Linked DNA regions of Sus scrofa: region 2 is linked to region 1. The links are chromatin contacts, called in public Hi-C maps. All regions are on one chromosome and are shown on one strand. The core of a region is the stretch at or near the end of the contact, and the rest is flanking DNA. Distances in the headings are between cores, read along the strand shown. Region 1 has its middle 110 kb from the start of KCNAB1. Region 2 has its middle 32 kb from the start of CCNL1.

What was found. Hi-C and Micro-C count contacts between places; a contact is called where the count stands out from the background.
Region 2: a contact with region 1 is called in a Hi-C map of omental adipose tissue, with 3 times the contacts expected there. The contact joins two enhancer-like sites. A contact is called at or near these places in 3 of 5 promoter capture datasets (fetal liver, fetal skeletal muscle and liver), 30 of 47 Hi-C or Micro-C datasets (alveolar macrophages, blood, brain and 16 more) and 2 of 2 datasets of contacts at active chromatin or transcription factors (alveolar macrophages and skeletal muscle).

The regions. Positions count from the first base shown.
Region 1 is chr13:95,984,951-95,989,948 of Sscrofa11.1, forward strand. It overlaps a transcript of KCNAB1 not described here. Among named protein-coding and RNA genes, the nearest start is that of KCNAB1, 110 kb to the right of the region's middle. Within about 2 kb of position 3,096, at least 2 of the 83 cell types and tissues checked have an H3K27ac peak or open chromatin away from gene starts, as enhancers often do. A contact at or near this core is called in omental adipose tissue, where this site is marked.
Region 2 is chr13:96,970,015-96,975,012 of Sscrofa11.1, forward strand. No RefSeq gene overlaps it. Among named protein-coding and RNA genes, the nearest start is that of CCNL1, 32 kb to the right of the region's middle. Within about 2 kb of position 2,742, at least 20 of the 83 cell types and tissues checked have an H3K27ac peak or open chromatin away from gene starts, as enhancers often do. A contact at or near this core is called in omental adipose tissue, where this site is marked.

The DNA of each region.
Region 1 (4,998 bases), core at 1,846-4,345:
CTCCCCCTTGGCAACTACAAGTCTATTCTGCAAGTCTGTGATTTTCTTTTCTGTGGAAAGGTTCATTTGTGCCATATATTAGATGCCAGATAATGTGAGAAAAAAGAATGTATACATGTGTGTGTAACTGGGTCACATGCTGTATAGTAGAAAATTGACAGAACAGTGTAAACCAGCTATAATGGAAAAAATCATTATATTAAAAAAGTTCAAATTAAAAAAAAGAAAATTTCCATATTCTTTTTTCAAGGCACTTATTAATTATCCTTATTTAAAGCATCCTCCTTTAAGCATTAGGAATGGATTTCTAGGGAAGAGGGTCCAGGTTCTCTTGGTTCCTCCCCAGCCTAGCTTTTGACCTTGACTTCTGGTAAGCATAGTTGGGCTTAGGTGAGAAGGAGACTTTTTATGTTCTTTATCTTGATTTCTACCTCCCCCCCAAGACCATGGTTATGTTAAAGGACCCTATTCAACCTGTATTTTCTATTTCCTTCTTTTTGAAGGGTATTATTTCCTATGTAGTGGAAAGAGAATGGGCCTTGGGATTAATCAGACCAGAGTTCAAGTTGAACTCTTTTAATTTACCAAATATGTGACGCTGGGCCAGCGGCAACATAAAAGTGCCTGACACGTAGTAGGTGCTCACTAAATCTAGATTCCCTTCTTGCTTATTCTGTGGACTCCTGTCAATCATTCTAGGGGAAGGGGAAGAAAGCCCCCTATAGCTGAAACATACAAATGGATAAGATAGAGTATTCTCGGAAGGAAAAGAAAAAAAACTGAAAAATCTGCAGTAATTCACAGTCTGTGTAGGTTTCCATGCTGAGCTTAGAATCTTGGAGGTCTGGAAGAGCCGGGATAGCTGTTTTCTTTTCCTAATTTGGTCAGATGCCATTGCAGACTTCAGCCCAGTACCAGCTGCTTGGGTCCCTCAATCATCTGTGAGAGAGCATTCTGTTGCGTTTCCATGGAGACTTGGTTATATTTCTAACTGAGGGTGACCAGGGAGGAAAAAAAAATCAGTAAATATGCAAACACATGTATCAACTGAAAAGAAACTGGAGGAAATTGTTTGAATGTGGTGTAAAAAGTGCCAAGTTGCTGTGTCGATCCTTCTGTTGGCTGAGAATTTTCAGCAAAAAATAGAAATTTTTTGTGAATGTATTTTATTAGTGTCTATAAAACAGTCACCCAAGAGGGTCCTTCGATCATTTTTAAAAGGCCATATCTATTACAAAGCATTGAACTCTGAGCCAGACAGTGAACCTGAGCTTGGGTCATAGTAAAAGTACCCTGAAAAGTAGTTTTATGGACAAAGCACAAAAAAATATCTGGACTGAGTAAAGGATGCAGTAGACGCCCAGCTTTGGAACAATTTTATAATGCTCACGGAAGCCAGGAGGAACTCAAGCAGATGGAAAATGGAGGACTAATCCAGGAGGCAGCAAAGTTTTCCTGGAAGAGGCCAGATAGTAAATATTTTAAGCTCAAGGGCCACCTCTGCCTTTGTTCTACCTGGTGAACTCTGCCCTTGAAGGTGGAAGCAGGCTTTGACAAAAAGCAAAGGAGTGGGCATGGTTGTGTTTCAATTACACTTTAGTTACGGACACTGAAATTTGAGTTTCATGTAACTTTCTTATACAACAGATCTTCTTCCTTTTTCTTTCTTCCAAACCGTTTTAAAAATATAAAAGCCAATCTTATCTTGCACACCAGACAAAAGCAAGTGGCAGGCAAGATCTGGCCAGCAGCCCATAGTTTGCTAACCCCTGGTCTAGGAAACAAAGCTTTTGATTGCACAGTTTATTTATTTGTTTGTGTTTTTATTTTTTAAACCTCCTTGTTTCCAGATGTATTTAAAGTGCCCAACTGCATATAATTCAGAAAGATAAAAAATAAATAAAAAAGAAGAAAAGATGAGGACAAGACAGCTTAAGAGCAAGGAGGAAGGCAGCCTGGGGTGAGTGAGAGTGCCACGGGCCAGCCATGCCCTTGGACTTGGACTTGCTTCTGTGCTTTCTGGCAGCACCAAGCTGGGAAGAGGGCCATGGAGCTCTTTACAGCAGCCACGGAGTCCTTGAAGTAGCTGTTTTTCAGTGATAGAACACTTCTTTCTGATCTATAGATCAGAGAGAAAATTCTCTCATGGGTCTCTTCTTTGTGTAATTAATAACATCTTCAAAAAATGTCCTTATGGTAAACACAGCAATAGGAGTCCATGGTTTTTTTTTCCATGGGGCTCCTGATATGAATAAGGGGCATAGTATCAAATAATAATTCAGCAAAAGCAAGTAGGGGTTGGTAGAAGAAATGACATTGTTTTAATAAGAACCTCATCAATTATTTTAAAATTACTTACACTTAAAAAATTCTCCAATAATGACACAGGTTTTGCTATTTTATAATGACAGGGCTTGTCCAGGTTCATGGAATAAAATGATTGTTTCTCAAATTAACAAAAAAATGCTATGTGCCAACCAAAGAAGTTTTCTATAGCCTTGAGCAGAAGGTGGAAAGGCGGAGTTCCTGTCATGGCTCAGTGGAAATGAATCTGACTAGCATCCATGAAGACGCAGATTCAATCCCTGGCCTCACTCAGTAGGTTAAGGATCTGGCATTGACTGTGAGCTATGGTGTAGGTTGCAGATGAGGCTTGGATCTGGTGTTGCTGTGGCTGTGGTGCAGGTGACTACAGCTCTGATTTGACCCCTAGCCTGGGAACTTCCATATGTTGTGGGTTCGTCCCTAAAAAGAAAGAAACAAACAAACAAAAAAGGAGGTGGGGGGGGGTCAAAAGAAGAAAAAGAAAGGGAAGGAAATTTGGAATTAATGTGAGACAGACCTCTGGGATAACTTGCTCCAATTTCTGATCTTACAGCTGAAGAACACAGAGGCTTGGAGATGTTGCTTTTCCAGCCAACAACAAAGCTGGGACTAGAATTCTTGTCCTCTGGGGCCCAGTCCAAAGCTTTCTCTCCACAATTTGGCTAGCCCCCCAAATGCCATCCCACCCCATGCCAGCACACACCCTCATACACACCCACACACACACACCATACACATTCACACACCACATCCCCTATATTCCACACCCACCACACTCACAAACCCCACACAGCCCCATACACCATATACACACATACACACACCCATATACCACACACATACACCGCATATACCCCACACTCCCCTACACTCCTCCACAAACACACCCTCACACCACACACACTCTCATACACTGCACATACGCCAGATACCCCATACCACACACACACACCCCACATTCCCCACACAGATTCTCACACCTTCCCACATACACCCAGCCCCCCCCCCCGCCCCCATCCCTCACCCCATGCCCTGCCTCTTGTGGATGCTGCAGTCCAGTCACATTCATCACCCCACTCTGGTCCACTTTTCCAGACACTGCTCCTGTTGCTCTGCTCTGTAATCTGTTTCAGTCTTACTTCCAAGCACACTGGCCCCCATCCATGTCCCAAAACACTGAGTCTTACTCATCACTACTTTCCCCACCTAGAATATTCTTACACATCCTCCTTTCTAAGGTGAGTCCAACCCACAGACACTCCCTTCTCTCTCCCAGAATGACTTGTTTCTGTTCCATAGAGTTTAGATTATTAGTTCGTGTGTGTGTGTGTGTGTGTGTGTATTGACATCTTATTCTTAAAAGTATGCTTTTTTATGGCTGAGTAGTATTCCATTGTGTATATATACCACATCTTCCGAATCCAATCATCTGTCGATGGACATTTGGGTTGTTTCCATGTCCTGGCTATTGTGAATAGTGCTGCAATGAACATGTGGGTGCATGTGTCTCTTTTAAGTAGAGTTTTGTCCGGATAGATGCCAAAGAGTGGGATTGCGGGGTCATATGGAAGTTCTATGTATAGATTTCTAAGGTATCTCCAAACTGTTCTCCATAGCCATAAAAAAGAATGACATAATGCCATTTGCAGCAACATGGATGGAACTAGAGAATCTCATATGAGTGAAATGAGCCAGAAAGACAAAGACAAATACCATATGATATCACTTATAACTGGAATCTAATATCCAGCACAAATGAACATCTCCTCAGAAAAGAAAATCATGGACTTGGAGAAGAGACTTGTGGCTGCCTGAAGGGAGGGGGAGGGAGTGGGAGGGATTGGGAGCTTGGGCTTATCAGACACAACTTAGAATAGATTTACAAGGAGATCCTGCTGAATAGCATTGAGAACTTTGTCTAGATACTCATGTTGCAACAGAAAAAAGGGTGGGGGAAAAATGTAATTGTAATGTATACATGTAAGGATAACCTGACCCCTTGCTGTACAGTGGGAAAATAAAAAAAAATTATTAAAAAAAAGTATGCTGTTGTCACCTCGAGGGGGACACCCAAAGCTTATACTATTTTGTAATCCTCTCATGCTTTGCACTTAATGTGTATTGCTTCATTAGGGTATATGCATTCAGAGATTAGAGGACAGAAGGAAAGATCCCAAAGGTGAGTAGGAACATCACTTTCCCCCATTAACAGAGCTTTAGCCTCATATTTTCTCCTGTATCTTAGATACACCATGTTATTTAATCTTGCTGAGTCTCAGTTTCCTCACCTGTAAAATGGGCTTAATTCAACTTACCTCATGACTATTGTAAGAACGAAGTCACACTTATGAAAGCACTTAGTTCACTGCCTGCCAGAGTGGGAGTCTAACAAATAGAGTTCCCTTGCTTCACCTCCTATTTAATTAATCCTAGGAATTCATCATTTAGTCATCTTTCAGAGGTTGAAAAAGTATGTGATGATGTATCTATAAAAGAGAAAGGGGCAGAAAATAGATTGATTCTTGCACAATTTTGAGCATATCCCTCTCCTCACTTGCTGCTATACATTTTTTTTGCTTCTCTTTTGTGTTGGGATATATCCTTAGGATCTACTGAGACATTTTTTTTTTCTTTTTGCTTCACACATGGCCTCCAATTTAATCAAAACAGACT
Region 2 (4,998 bases), core at 1,492-3,991, 980 kb after region 1:
ATGAATAATCAACTGAAAACTCCTGCCCTTTGACCTGGTTAACTGCTTTCCTTTCTCCTTTTCATGTGACAGAGATTCCTGAAGAGCCTTGCACATTCCTAATAGTTCTTCACACCCTCTCTCAGGCCTTCCCAGGCCTCTGAGAAGCTTCCCTTGAGACTCAGCTTCCTGGCATTGGATCTGGGATGAAAGGTCCCTGGGCTTCTGGAGGCTTCCTTCCAGGCCCCCCTCCAGCTCCACGTACCCTCTCCCTTCCCCTAAGCGGGGCCCAGATGATGGGCAGAATTGAGAAGAATGTTGTCAGTTTGGTACCATGTCTTGTCTTGCTTTGAGGAAACCAATGTGCACAACACTGAAAAGCATGGAGGGTTTGACGGTGGTGGGACGGGGGGCAGCCATGTCACAGAGGCCTAGGAGACCCAGGAAGGCAGTTGATGACCCGTCACAGGTGCTGGGTTTGCTGAGAAGGGCTTCTGATACCCGCAGTGCAGTGAAGTGACGTGAAGACTGCATCTTTACCCACAGGAGGTGCAAACATCCGAGTGAGTGTGCAGAAAACTTTCTTCCAGAGCTTTCATCTCTGGGGTGGAATCAAGTGGGATCATATGTGCCTTCTTACAGTCTAGGAAAACTCACATTCCATAAGCATCTCTGAGGTGCAGCCCTTGGCCATTGGAAACCCTTGTTAAGTAGGGATTATTTGCCCAGCTTTAGTTGCTCAGCTTTACATATTAGTAAACTGAAGTTCAGAGAGGCTGAGAGATTTAGCCAAGATCACAAAGCTAGTTGGGAGAGTATTGACTCAGGGCATGATATAAGCTCCAGAAACCCTTGAAACCATAGTTTGCCTGACCCAAGACACCCTGGATACGTCTCTCCTTGAGACTGAGGGGAGTCCCTTGTAGCACTCTAGGTAAGAGCGGATGATCTCCCCATCAGTCGGATTTCTAAGTTGAGTGATCGGAGGTTATGCGTACAGGTGCCTGCCCAGGCACTGGCCTTTGTCCCAGTCTCCCATTCCCTTCCTCCACGGGCACACGAAGGTCAAGTCCTGACTGTGTCAGTCCCTGTGGACTCATCTGTCTATCTGCCACAGATGTCTAGCAGCTGACCAAGATAAGAATGGAGTGAATGGGCTTTGGAGCCAGGTGGGCTTGGGTGTAAATTTCAACTTCTGCCATATTTTCAGGGAAAACTCAGGTTTTAGCATGGGGATGGGGGTGAGGAGGTTCGAGTCAGAATCCTGCAGTCTCTGCCAGCCTCTGAGTAGAGGAGGGGTGGGAGCCAGCCGCCAGCCATCCCCATAACAGCAAGGCCTTCCTGCCCCCAGGTGGGGAAAGAGCCCACCGCCGACAGCGGGCAGCACCCAGCTCAAGGGATACAATTTCAGGGCCCAAACAAGACTCAGATGGCTCTGGTCCTCCAAACTCTCTCCCATACACTAGTCCAAAACTCACTTTCAAGGCCCACTGTAACCATCCCTGGGGGTGAGGGAGGGGTGGGGAATGACACGTCACAATGTTTAAAAGAACACTGGGGAGAGCATTAGCATGGAGCCCACCAGGAACCACACTTTAACACCCGATCTGTGGCCTCTGTCTCCTCTTCTTTAACGTATAAAGCTAATAGAATGTGATGACATGACACTGCTGCTCTAGGCACTTTTTATGTACGTTGTCATTCCGAGCTCACAATAGCCTGAGTCCCATTTTCCCCATGAAGCAGGCATGTGGGTGAGGTCACCTAGCCACGGTCACAGGAGCAAAGCTGGACTTGGAACTCAGGCAGTCAGGTGGCAGCGTCCCTGCTCTTGCTTCTTATGGCAATAACGAGGCCTTACTCTCAGGTGAGAGGCCAGACTGAGAGAAGTCCTACATCTAAAGTTTCTGACACGAAACACGAACTCAGTTAATACTATTTTCCTTCCCTGGGCTCTTGGATTTGGGAGGAGGGAGCCACCGTCTGCCTCTCTCTGCAAAGGTTTGTCTTGCGCATGTGGGTGCTTGGTCGGTCTCTGAGAGATGAATGACAGGACAGGTTTTGCCAAGGTGCATGGCAGGAGTGAGGAAAGGGGAGCGCTAGAAATAGAAGTGTGTGTGCACATGCACACACACAGGCTAAGGCTGTGGCAAATGCCATGGTTTTCCTGGGGCCTGACCACCACTCCACTGGCTGCAAGTTTGTGAGGGACTGTGAGGGGGGGCTTTGACGCCTACTGTCCTTTACATCATGGTGTCGGCCGCAGAGCTTCCCAGGAGCCCAAGCAACGGGGAAGCCATCAGGGAGGAGGAGCGACCCCCCCCCCCTGCCACCCCAGCTCTAGTGCCTGGAGGATTAGAGGTTGCTCCTAGGGGTGGCCATGTGTGTGGTGGGTGGAGCTTGGGGGGCCTGGTGAGAGGAAATAGGGCTGTTCTGTATTCTAAGTTAGCCAGGCCCACACCCAAGCAGTGGCTGCCCCCGCCCTGCTCTGGCTTGAGTCAACCACTGGCAAACGGAGAGCGTTTCTTAGCACCAGAAAGGGGTCTCTGTGGGGGCAGAGAGAGCCAGCTCTCTGTGGAAGATCTCCAAGCCCCGCGGGCACAATTCCACCAGAATACAGCCTCACCGACCCAAGCAGTCTGGGCGATGGTTACTGAGGTGCATTCATCTCTGTTTATCAAGATGACACGGGCCAAGGCCATGTGTACCGGGGCCAAAACAAGCAGACCTTGACAGGGCAACATACCAATGTGTTGGTTTCACCACGTTCTCTCCGAATGTCCCTCAGCTCAGTTGACACAGCAGGCTGGGGATGGTGGAAGATGGCCCAGGGACTGCCGCACCCTGCTCCGACGTTAACTGTGTGTTCACAGGCATAGCCTGCGCAGCCAGGGTACAGGGGAGCAAGGCAGAACTTTTCCACAAAGGGGACTCACTGAATCCCAGTGGCTTGGAGGTTTGGGGAGTGGTGGTTTAAAAAAATCCCACCCACTGCTTCAGTTTGCTCTGCTCTTTGTAAGGACAGTCACAACCCCAAACTCCTGGAGACTTTAATCCAGTCCCTGTTTGGTTTCATCCCTCATGACCAGCTGAATTGGGCTTTTCTGAAATGTTCAAGATTTGCAAAGGATAGTTCAGATCCTGATTCCATCACCGGCATTTCAGAAGGGTTCTTAAAATGACAAAATGGTTCCTTTGCACTCTCCACATCTTCATCATTGAATATTTATGAAGTGCCCACACTGGGGTTGCTGTCCAGTTCTGAACCCAGATAAGAGGGGAGGTTCTTTATTCTCTTGGGGGCAGGGTGTGTGTGGGGGTGCTTAGTCAACTGTATATTTCTTTTAACTTCTGAAAGCTTTCCTGTTCCTGGGTGGGGGGAATGTCAGTTTGTTTTTGCAAGAGAAAGAGTAAACTTTTGCTAATGCATAGTGTTTCGTCAATTATCATTTGGGGTTTTCGACAGTGCTTGTTTTCTGAAACTCTCATCACCTCATTTCTTTGCACTAAAAATACTTGAGGCGGTTGAACATTGGTTGAACTCATGACTGTGGCAGTTTGCAAATTGAAGGGATGCTTTCATTTTTTCCGACCCATTCTCTCCTTTTCCACTCCACCCAAAAACAAATCATGCAGATACCGCATTGCTGGAGTGAGTCACCAGGGAATCTATCTCGTGCTGAGTTCTCTGCCATCCGCGGTCCAACACTGCCCCCTCGTGGTCAGAGCATGGTCATCTCTGCGCTCACAGTCTCCTACCCCCATGAGAGCAAGGGCTGCTTGCTGGCCAGTCTTCAGGTGCTGGTGGTTGGAACAGCTTGGGAGGTCCGAGTGGCCTCAGGGTCCCTGGGCACTCAAGGCCATGCTATGTACTCTCCAGGGTGAAAGGCTCTGGGCTGTGGACTTGGCTTTTGCCTCCCATTCGAGACACAGTGCACCAGACTCAAAGTCCTTCCCTAGGAATTGGATGCTTAACTTAGAAAGGTGCACAAACTCTTCCGGGCCTTTGAAGGAGATCCCTCAGTATGGGGCTGGGTTTAAATCACCTCCCTGTTCCCAGAGCCCTGGACCCTCACCTGACATTTGGTAAATACTCCATAAATACTTGGGAATGGACTTCAGTTAGTTTGTCATCAACAGTTATGTTCTAGGCATTTCCATCATGGCACAGTGGAAAGGAATCCAACTAGGAACCATGAGGTTGTGGGTTCGATCCCTGGCCTCGCTCAGGGGTTAAGGATCCAGCATTGCCGTGAGCTGTGGTATAGGATGCAGATCTGGATCTGGCATTGCTGTGGCGTAGGCCAGCGGCTACAGCTCTGATTCAACCCCTAGCCTGGGAAACTCCACATGCCGCGGGCGCAGCCCTGAAAAGCAAAAAAAAAAAAAAAAAGTTCTTAGTACTGACTGTTTTGGGTCCCTGGTTAAGACTAGGCATCTAGAGTGTGTATAAAGGACAGTCCCAGCTCTGATTGGAGTTGTTGAAGAATTAGGCTGGACACAAGAGATGACACTTGCCAGTGTTGTCATTGCTCAAGGAATAACATAGGCAGTAAGCAGCACCAGTGTGTGGGGGAAAAGGAGAGATCCTCTGAGCCATGACACAAGGGTCAGCTTATCTGATTGGTGAGATTGTGCTGTGCCTTTAAGGAAGTGATGATAATCAGATCTATCAAATACCTCCTACGCTATACCAATGTCCTTTATGTTTATCATTAATTCTCACAACAGTCATGCCAGGGAAATGTTATCAGTGCCTACCCACAGATGAAGAAACTCAGGCTCAGAAGAGCTAGGCAATTCTACCCAAGGCCACACAGCACCAAGCAGGACCAAGAGACTTCGAATGCAGGTCAGTCTAAATCAAGAACCCATGCCTCTTCCGCTACCCAGAGCCAAGGAGGAAACATCACAGACATTATCAGGTACCTTTCTTTGGGCTTAACTTGAAGCAGCTTCCAAAGCAAGCTGCTACTGCTTCTAGGAAGCAAGGGCCAAGTGGGATAGAGCTGGGGGCCT